Regions from separate parts of the Sus scrofa genome. Here region 1 is linked to region 2. The links are chromatin contacts, called in public Hi-C maps. All regions are on one chromosome and are shown on one strand. Each heading gives the region's core, a stretch centred on a gene start, on an enhancer-like site or on the middle of the called end of the contact. The rest is flanking DNA. Distances are from core to core; before and after follow the strand shown.

What was found. Hi-C and Micro-C count contacts between places; a contact is called where the count stands out from the background.
Region 1: a Hi-C map of skeletal muscle shows a contact between it and region 2, with 4 times the contacts expected there. The contact joins the promoter of TNFAIP8L1 here to the promoter of MYDGF in region 2. A contact is called at or near these places in 4 of 47 Hi-C or Micro-C datasets (heart right ventricle, liver and skeletal muscle).

What each region holds. Positions count from the first base shown.
Region 1 is chr2:74,219,507-74,223,307 of Sscrofa11.1, forward strand. TNFAIP8L1 (tumor necrosis factor alpha-induced protein 8-like protein 1) reads right to left here and starts at 1,305. Exons shown (of 2, transcript XM_021084049.1): 1 at 1,127-1,305.
Region 2 is chr2:74,183,118-74,186,916 of Sscrofa11.1, forward strand. MYDGF (myeloid-derived growth factor) reads left to right here and starts at 1,925. Exons shown (of 6, transcript XM_021084047.1): 1 at 1,925-3,493. The coding sequence starts at 3,317.

The sequences.
Region 1 (3,801 bases), core at 55-2,554, 36 kb after region 2:
TCCCTGGGCCTGCCCTTCCTCGGCCCCTCCCAGATGCCCAGCCCTAGCCTTGCCAGTCCCTTGGCCCGGCCCATGTAGACAACCTGTTGTGTTTTAAAGTTGGCGCCTGTGCACCTGGCATGGCGATAGAGGAAACAGCCCACGCAAAGGCCCTGAGGCAGGACTGTGCCTGGTGTATTGGTGGAATGTGGAGGCTGGTATGGCTGGAGCAGAGTGGGGTGAGGGGGAAAGCTGGAGGAGGTGGGGGCCAGGAGGAGACATGCAGGTCCACATTCCTGCAGTTAATCCTGGAAGCTGCCCTTACCCCTCGGGAGTTATGTCCCTCCGACAGGAAACTGAGGCTGGGAGGTTCGAATCACTTGTTCAAGGTACCATCGTGAAAATGGCAGAGCAGACCCAGGTTTGTCTCATTCCAAAGTCTGAGCTCCCCAACCACTGGGCTAAACTACCCTGGCCCTGGCTGTAGCACCCCAGGGCATTCACCTCTCCCCCCTGCTCAGGAAGTAACAGAGGCCTGTTTACAGGCAGGGCTGCCCTCCTCCAGGCAGGCCCCCCGGAATAGAGGAGGTGGTGATGCATGCAGATCTGGGTCAGGTCAACTGCCAGTTACCTCAGTGATGAAGGTCCCAATTCACAGCTGGCAAAACTAAGGCCATGGCTTCAGGCCATTGGGGAGCTCCAAGGTGGCCAGTTCGGGTGGGTCTGACCCTGGCTCTCAGCTGCCAGGACCAGCCGGAAGTCCCACTCATTGTCACCTCCACGCCTTTGGCCTGGCTGCCCACCACCTGGAATGCCCTCCTAGCTCTGGAATCTAGCCCTAGCACCTGGTGCCCTGCACTGTGAAAGGGGCAGAGTCCATCAGAGTCCTCGTGTTGGGGGGAGGAGGGTGCTGGTCCCAGAGCACCACCCCATGCCGTGGGGGTCAGTTCAGACCCGGTCTGCTACCGCCTAGCCCACACAGCAAGAGAGTGACAGAGACAGCAGGAAAGGGAGAAATGGGGAGGGAAACTGAGGCAGGAATACAGTTAGAAAGGGGGGTGCAGGAGCATGGGGGGGAGAGAAACAGAGAAGACAAGTGGCCCCCGAGATTCTCCCAGATGGGGGTGCCCTGGCACCTCTCGCTCACCTGCTCTCTGGGACCCTGTCGTCGGTCCGACCGTCGGGGCTCTGTTCGGCCGCCTCCGAGGGGCCGTTTCTGTAGCCGCGAGACTCGTGCCTGAAGACTGGGGCTCGGCGGGGCGGGGCAGGAAGCTTGGCCCCGCCCCCCTCTGGGCGGCCCCCGCCCCCGCCCCACCCGCGCGGAGAGGACCAAAGAGGGGCCGGGCCGGATCCGGGGAAACGTGGGCTCAGCCAATGGTAGTGCGGGCGGTGTACGAAGAGTCCAGTGGGAGCAGGTCGCTGCGCGGGAGGGGTAGGGCCAGGCGGCTGGGCTCGGGACTGGTGGGGGGAATTCCTCCGGAATCACGAAGAAGGCCGGATGCCGGGGGCCAGGCTAATCCTGAGCCCAGTCAAAGAAAGAAGAGGAAGGAGACTTAAGAGTCAAAAACAGAGAGAGATAGGGGGTCAGGGAGAGAAAGAGAGCTAAAATAAACTGAACAGCCACGCGACCCTTGGAAAGTCCCTTCTTCCTCCCACCCCATCCCCGACTAAGTTTAAAGTATGGCCCCGGGGAACCTTTTATATCAGAAGGACCTGGGAGCCCCTTTAAAATGCATATTCCTGAATCTGACCTGAGGTTGAAGATAAATCTTTCTGGGTTGCAGATAAATGATCTGGATGAAGTTTGAGGCAGTTGCTGCGTGGACGGACCCTAGAGACTCCACCAGGGGACGCCCAGATTCAGCCTCTTATTTCAGTGGGAATGAGCCACCGAGATATGCTGGAGCCTACTGGCAGCCGCCAGGGTAGGGCGGTGGGGCCAGCTGGGGTCCCCGGAGGATGCAGCTGTGAGTCCTGGGAACTGGGCCCTGGAGCGGCTCCCAGCTCCCATGCTGCTCCATTTCCTCCCTGCAGCCCTAGCGCTGGGTCCCAGTTGTGGCTAGGACCAGGGGGGGCCAGAGCAGGCTGGACAACCAATGTATGTCGAGTCCAGTCCTACACACAACCCTGGGACAGACCTCATGAAACAAAAAGTAATGAAGTGTCTCTTTATCCCTTCTTCTTTTTCCTTTTTTTTTCCCAAAGCGGGTGACTGGGAGTTCCCGTCATGGCTCAGAGGAAATGAATCTGACTAGCATCCATGAGGACTCAGGTTCAACCCCTGGCCTCATTCAGTGGGTTAAGAATCCAGCATTGCTGTGAGCTGTGGTGTAGGTCACAGACGAGACTCATATCTGACGTTGCTCTGGCTGTGGTGTAGGCCAGTGGCTAAAGGTCCCTTTTGACTCCTATTCTGGGAACCTCTGTATGCCACAGGTGCAGCCAAAAAGACAAACAAACAAACAAACAAACAAAAGCAGGTAACTGAGGGGAGTTCCCTTTGTGGCTCAGCAGGTTAAGAACCCAACTGGCATCCATGAGGATGCAGATTCAGTCCCTGGCCTCTGTCAGTGGCTTAAGAATCCAGGAGCTCCCGTCGTGGTGCAGTGGTTAACAAATCTGACTAGGAACCATGAGGTTGTGGGTTCGATCGCTGCCCTTGCTCAGTGAGTTAACGATCCGTTGTTGCCGTGAGCTGTGATATAGGTCACAGACTCGGCTCGGATCCCGAGTTGCTGTGGCTGTGGCGTAAGCTGGCAGCTACAGCTCCGATTAGACCCCTAGCCTGGGAACCTCCACATGCAGTAGGAGCAGCCCTAGAAAAAGGCAAAAAGACAAAAAAAAAAAAAAAAAAAAAAAATCCAATGTTGCCATGAGCTGTGCTGGAGGCTGCAGAGGTGGCTCATATTCCAAGTTGCTATGGCTGTGGTATAGGCTGGCAGCTGCAGCCCTGATACGACCTCTAGCCTGGGGGAGCTTCCATAAGCTCCAGGTGCAGCCTTAAAAAGAAGAGAAAACAGGGAGTTCCCGTCATGGCTCAGTGGTTAATGAATCCGACTAAGAACCATGAGGTTTCGGGTTTGATCCCTGGTCTTGCTCAGTGGGTTAAGGATCTGGCGTTGCCGTGAAGTGTGGTGTAGGTCACAGACACAGCTCGGATCCTGTGTTGCTGTGGCTCTGGTGTAGGCCAGCGGCTACAGCTCCAATTCAACCCCTAGCCTGGGATCCTCCAGATGCTGCCGGAGCAGCCCAAGAAAATGGCAAAACTAAACAAAACAACCCACTGTTTACTAAGGCCGAGAGTGGAAGTGACTTGCCTGAGGACATGCAGTGGCAGGGCCAGGATTCAAACCCAAGAGTGCTTGTCTCATCTCCTCCCATACACAGCCTGGTCCTACCCTCTCCCTTGTTCAGTGTTTCTCATTGGAGGCACTTTGTATTGGCATTTGGGGCCCATGATGTCTATGCACTGTAGGGTGTTGAGTGACATCCCTGGCCAGTAGTAACTCACTCAATGCCAGTAGTTAACCACCCCCCAAGTCAGACAATCCAAAAATGTCTCTAGTCATTACCAAATTGGGGGGGGGGTGCAGAAAAGCCCCCAGTTGAGATCCACTATTACAGATCCATCTCTTCATGCTCCCAAGCCCCAAACTAGTGGAGACTCTAATGGAGGTTATAGGGGCTGTTTTTAGCACCTCATCAAACCACAGCAGATCGTTTCAGTGAATCTAGGGTGCGCTTGAGTGGAGTCTGACTCAGGTGGGTTTAAACACAATTTTGTCATTACCTTCCTGTATGTGTTCATCTCTCGAGCCTCAG
Region 2 (3,799 bases), core at 675-3,174:
AACTGTAACCACCAGCCTATGCCACAGCCACAGCATGATCCGAACCATGTCTGTGACCTACACCACAGCTCACAGCAGCACCAGATCCTCAATCCACTAAGCGAGGCCAGGGATCGAACTCGAGTCCTCATGGATGCTAGTCAGGTTGATTAACCACTGAGCCCCAACGGGAACTCCATGTGTGTGTGTGTGTGTGTGTATATATATATATATATATATTTTTTCTTTTTTTTTTTTTTTTTAATGGAACTCCCTGGTGGCCTAGGGGGTTAAGGATCCAGCATTGTCACTGCTGTGGCGTGGGTTTGATCCCTGGTCTGGGAACTTCTGTATGCCATAGGCCTGGCCAGAAAAAAAATCAACTTAACTTAGACACATAAGAAGTTGCAAAAATAGTGCAGGGAGTGTCAACCAACACTGGATCCTTTAATCCACTGTACCCGGCCAGGGATTGAACCCGCACCTCCACAGCAACCTGAGCCACTGCAATGAGATTCTTAACCCACTGCACTACAGCGAGAGCTCTCCTGTTTTTTTGTGGGTTTTTTTTTTTTTTTTTTTTTTTTTTTTGTCTTTTGTCTTTTTGCTATTTCTTTGGCCGCTCCTGTGGCATATGGAGGTTCCCAGGCTAGGGGTCGAATCGGAGCTGTAGCTGCCGGCCTACACCAGAGCCGCAGCAACGTGGGATCCGAGCCGCATCTGCAACCTACACCACAGCTTGCGACAACACCGGATCGTTAACCCACTGAGCAAGGGCAGGGACCGAACCCACAACCTCATGGTTCCTAGTCGGATTCGTTAACCACTGCACCACAATGGGAACTCCTTTTTTCCTTTTTTAGGGCCATACCCACACCATATGGAAGTTCCCAGGCTAGGGGTCGAATTGGAACTGCAGCTGCTGGCCTACACACAGCCACAGCAACGCAGTATATTTAACCCACTGAGCAAGGCCAGGGATCAAACCTGCGTCCTCAAGGATACTAGTTGGGTCCATTACCACTGAGCCACAACAGGAACTCCAGCAGTCCTCCAACTTAGGGAGCCAATTCCTAATGGGTCCACAGAAGCCAGTTGCAAGGAGGAAGCCATTCTTAACATAAGCAGGTGCCCCAATTTAGGTCAGGCTGCTGCTGTAGAAAGGCGTGAATTCTGGGGCTAGGGTTACCTGGGAGACAGTCAACCTCCTATAGGATCTTCACAACCAATCTGAAGTTGACCTTCATTCTCTGTGTCTGGGGGGTAGGGAGATTTGTGTTCCTCACAAAGTCAACAGAGCCCAGCGTAGGAGTTACCTGTGACATTTTCTCTCTGTCTTCTGATCTTTCAAGTCAGGAAAGACTAGGACAATCAACTTAATTCTAGACACTCCAGACCTGGCCGCTGATGTTTTCTCAAAATATTAAGCAATTTGGGAAAGAAGGAAGGGAGGGAGGGAAGGAATGAAAGAAGGGAGGAAGGGAGGGAGGGTGGGAAGAAGGAAGAACAAAAGATTTCTCCTATAGTTAAAAGTCTGGGATTTCTTCATTGGCATCTGATGCTAATAACACTAGAATTAGAGTTCTCACTTGTAGGAGCTTCACCTGAATGTCCATCAGCTAATCCCCCTGACAGTTTCTTGAGGTAAGGATTTTTTTTTTTTTTTTGAAATAATTTTAGGCTTAACAGAAAAGTTGCAGGAATAGTGGAGTCCCCTAATGCCCTTCACCCTAATGTGAACATTGTATATTGCCATGGTACAGGCCAGGTTATTGAAGCCAGGAAATTTACATGAATACAATCCTATTATCAAATATTTAGGCAAACGCCTCAAATAAGGCAACAGACCTTATTTAGATTTAGCATTTCTCCCTCTAATGTCACTTGTCTGGTCTAGGACTGCTATGGACCAACGGTTTCTGTCTCCCCTCCTCCAAATTCATGTTGAACCTTTTTTTAAATATATTTATTTATTTATTTTGCTTTTTAGGGTGACACCCGCGGCATACGGAGGTTCCCAGGCTACGGGTCCAATCGGAGCTGTAGCTGCCAGCCTATGCCACAGCCACACCAATGCAGGATCCGAGCTGTGTCTGTGACCTACACCACAGCTCACAGCAATGCTGGATCCTTAACCCAAGCAAGGCCAGGGATTGAACCCGCAACCTCATGGTTCCTAGTTGGATTTGTTTCCACTGTGCCATGACGGGAACTCCTTCATGGAGAACCTTAACATCTAGTGTGATGGTATGAAGAGGTGGGCCTTTGGGAGGTGATTAGGTCATGAGGATTGAGCCCTCACGAATGGGATTAGTGGTCTTATATAGGGACCCCAGAGAGCTCCCTTGATCCCTCCGTAATGTAAGGACATAGCAATATGGAGTCTGTGAACCAGCAAATGGGCTCTCTCCAGACATCAATTCTGCCAGAGCCTTGATCTTGAACTTACAACCTCCAGGACTGTGAGAAATTGATGTGCACTGTTTAGTTAAGCCAGTCAGCTTCTCGGCCTATGTTACAACAGCCCAGACTAAGGAAATGATTCAATCCAGGATGCTACATTGCCTTTCAACGTCTTGGTCTCCTCACCCTGTGATGGTTCCTCAGCCTTTGTCTTTCAAGACATTTCTTAAGTATTGCCAGTTATCTTGGTAGAATTCCCCTCAACCTGGGTTCCTCTCATATTTGCTTGGAATAGATTGAGGTCGTGCACTTTGTACAGGAATTCCATTGAGAGGCCACTAAGAACGTCCTTCTCTGCATCCCATCAGCGGCTCCATGATGCCTCATTTTTACAACACTGACTACAATCATTGAAATAAAGATGGTGTTTCCACTGCAAAATTACTACTTCTCTCTTTGTAACTAATACGTATCCTGTATCCTGGGGAGAAATATTTTGAGACAATGTAAATATGCTGTTTCTCACCATACATTTCCCCCACCAATTTTTAGCATTGAGCCACAGGTCTTGACTACAACAATCATGATGCGTTTGCCCAATGGTGACCTTCCATTTCCCTGATTCGGCCTACATGGATAAGGTTGAATTTCAGTGGTGAACTTTTACATCCTTCATTCCTTGTACATGTACTAACTGGAAAAGAAGAAAGGTCACTTGCCTAGCGAAGGAAAACTGGACCCAGAGTACAAACACAGGATCCAATTCCAACCACTCCAGGTCCCTCCCTGGTCTTGCAAGCCTCGCCCCCAAGATGGCGATGGGAGCGGAGGGGTCACACGGCCGCGCTGACGCTGACGTGGCCTCTGGTAGACGTCCTACGTGTCCCTCGCGGCGCTCCGTCCGCCGTCCCTGCCCCGCGCACCTGATCCCAAGATGGCGGCGCCCAGCGGAAGAAGGAATGGCGGCGGCGGCGCGAGCTTGTGGGCCGCGCTGCTCTTGGCGGCTGTTGCTCTGAGGCCGGCGGAGACGGTGTCCGAGCCCACGACGGTGGCCTTTGACGTGCGGCCCGGCGGCGTAGTTCATTCTTTCTCCCAGAACGTGGGCCCTGGGGTACGTGTCTCAACCACCCCGGGGGATGGAGGGATGGTGTCGGTAACAGCGGGGTCTGGGGATGGGGTGCGGACCGGTGGGGCGGATCCTGGAGAGGGGGTGGAAGGTTGGACTGATGGGGTGGGGCCTGAGGGGGAGCGCACCGGCGGGGGCGGGGCCTGAGGAGGGGCGACGGGACGTGGTAGTGAGGTCTACACTGAGGCAGGACTGAATTAATAGGAGGCGGGCTTCTGGGGGCTGGCGACTTTGAGGGGAATTTGTCACTAGCCTCAGTCCTTGTCTCTTCTTGTGTGCCCAGTGTGCCTA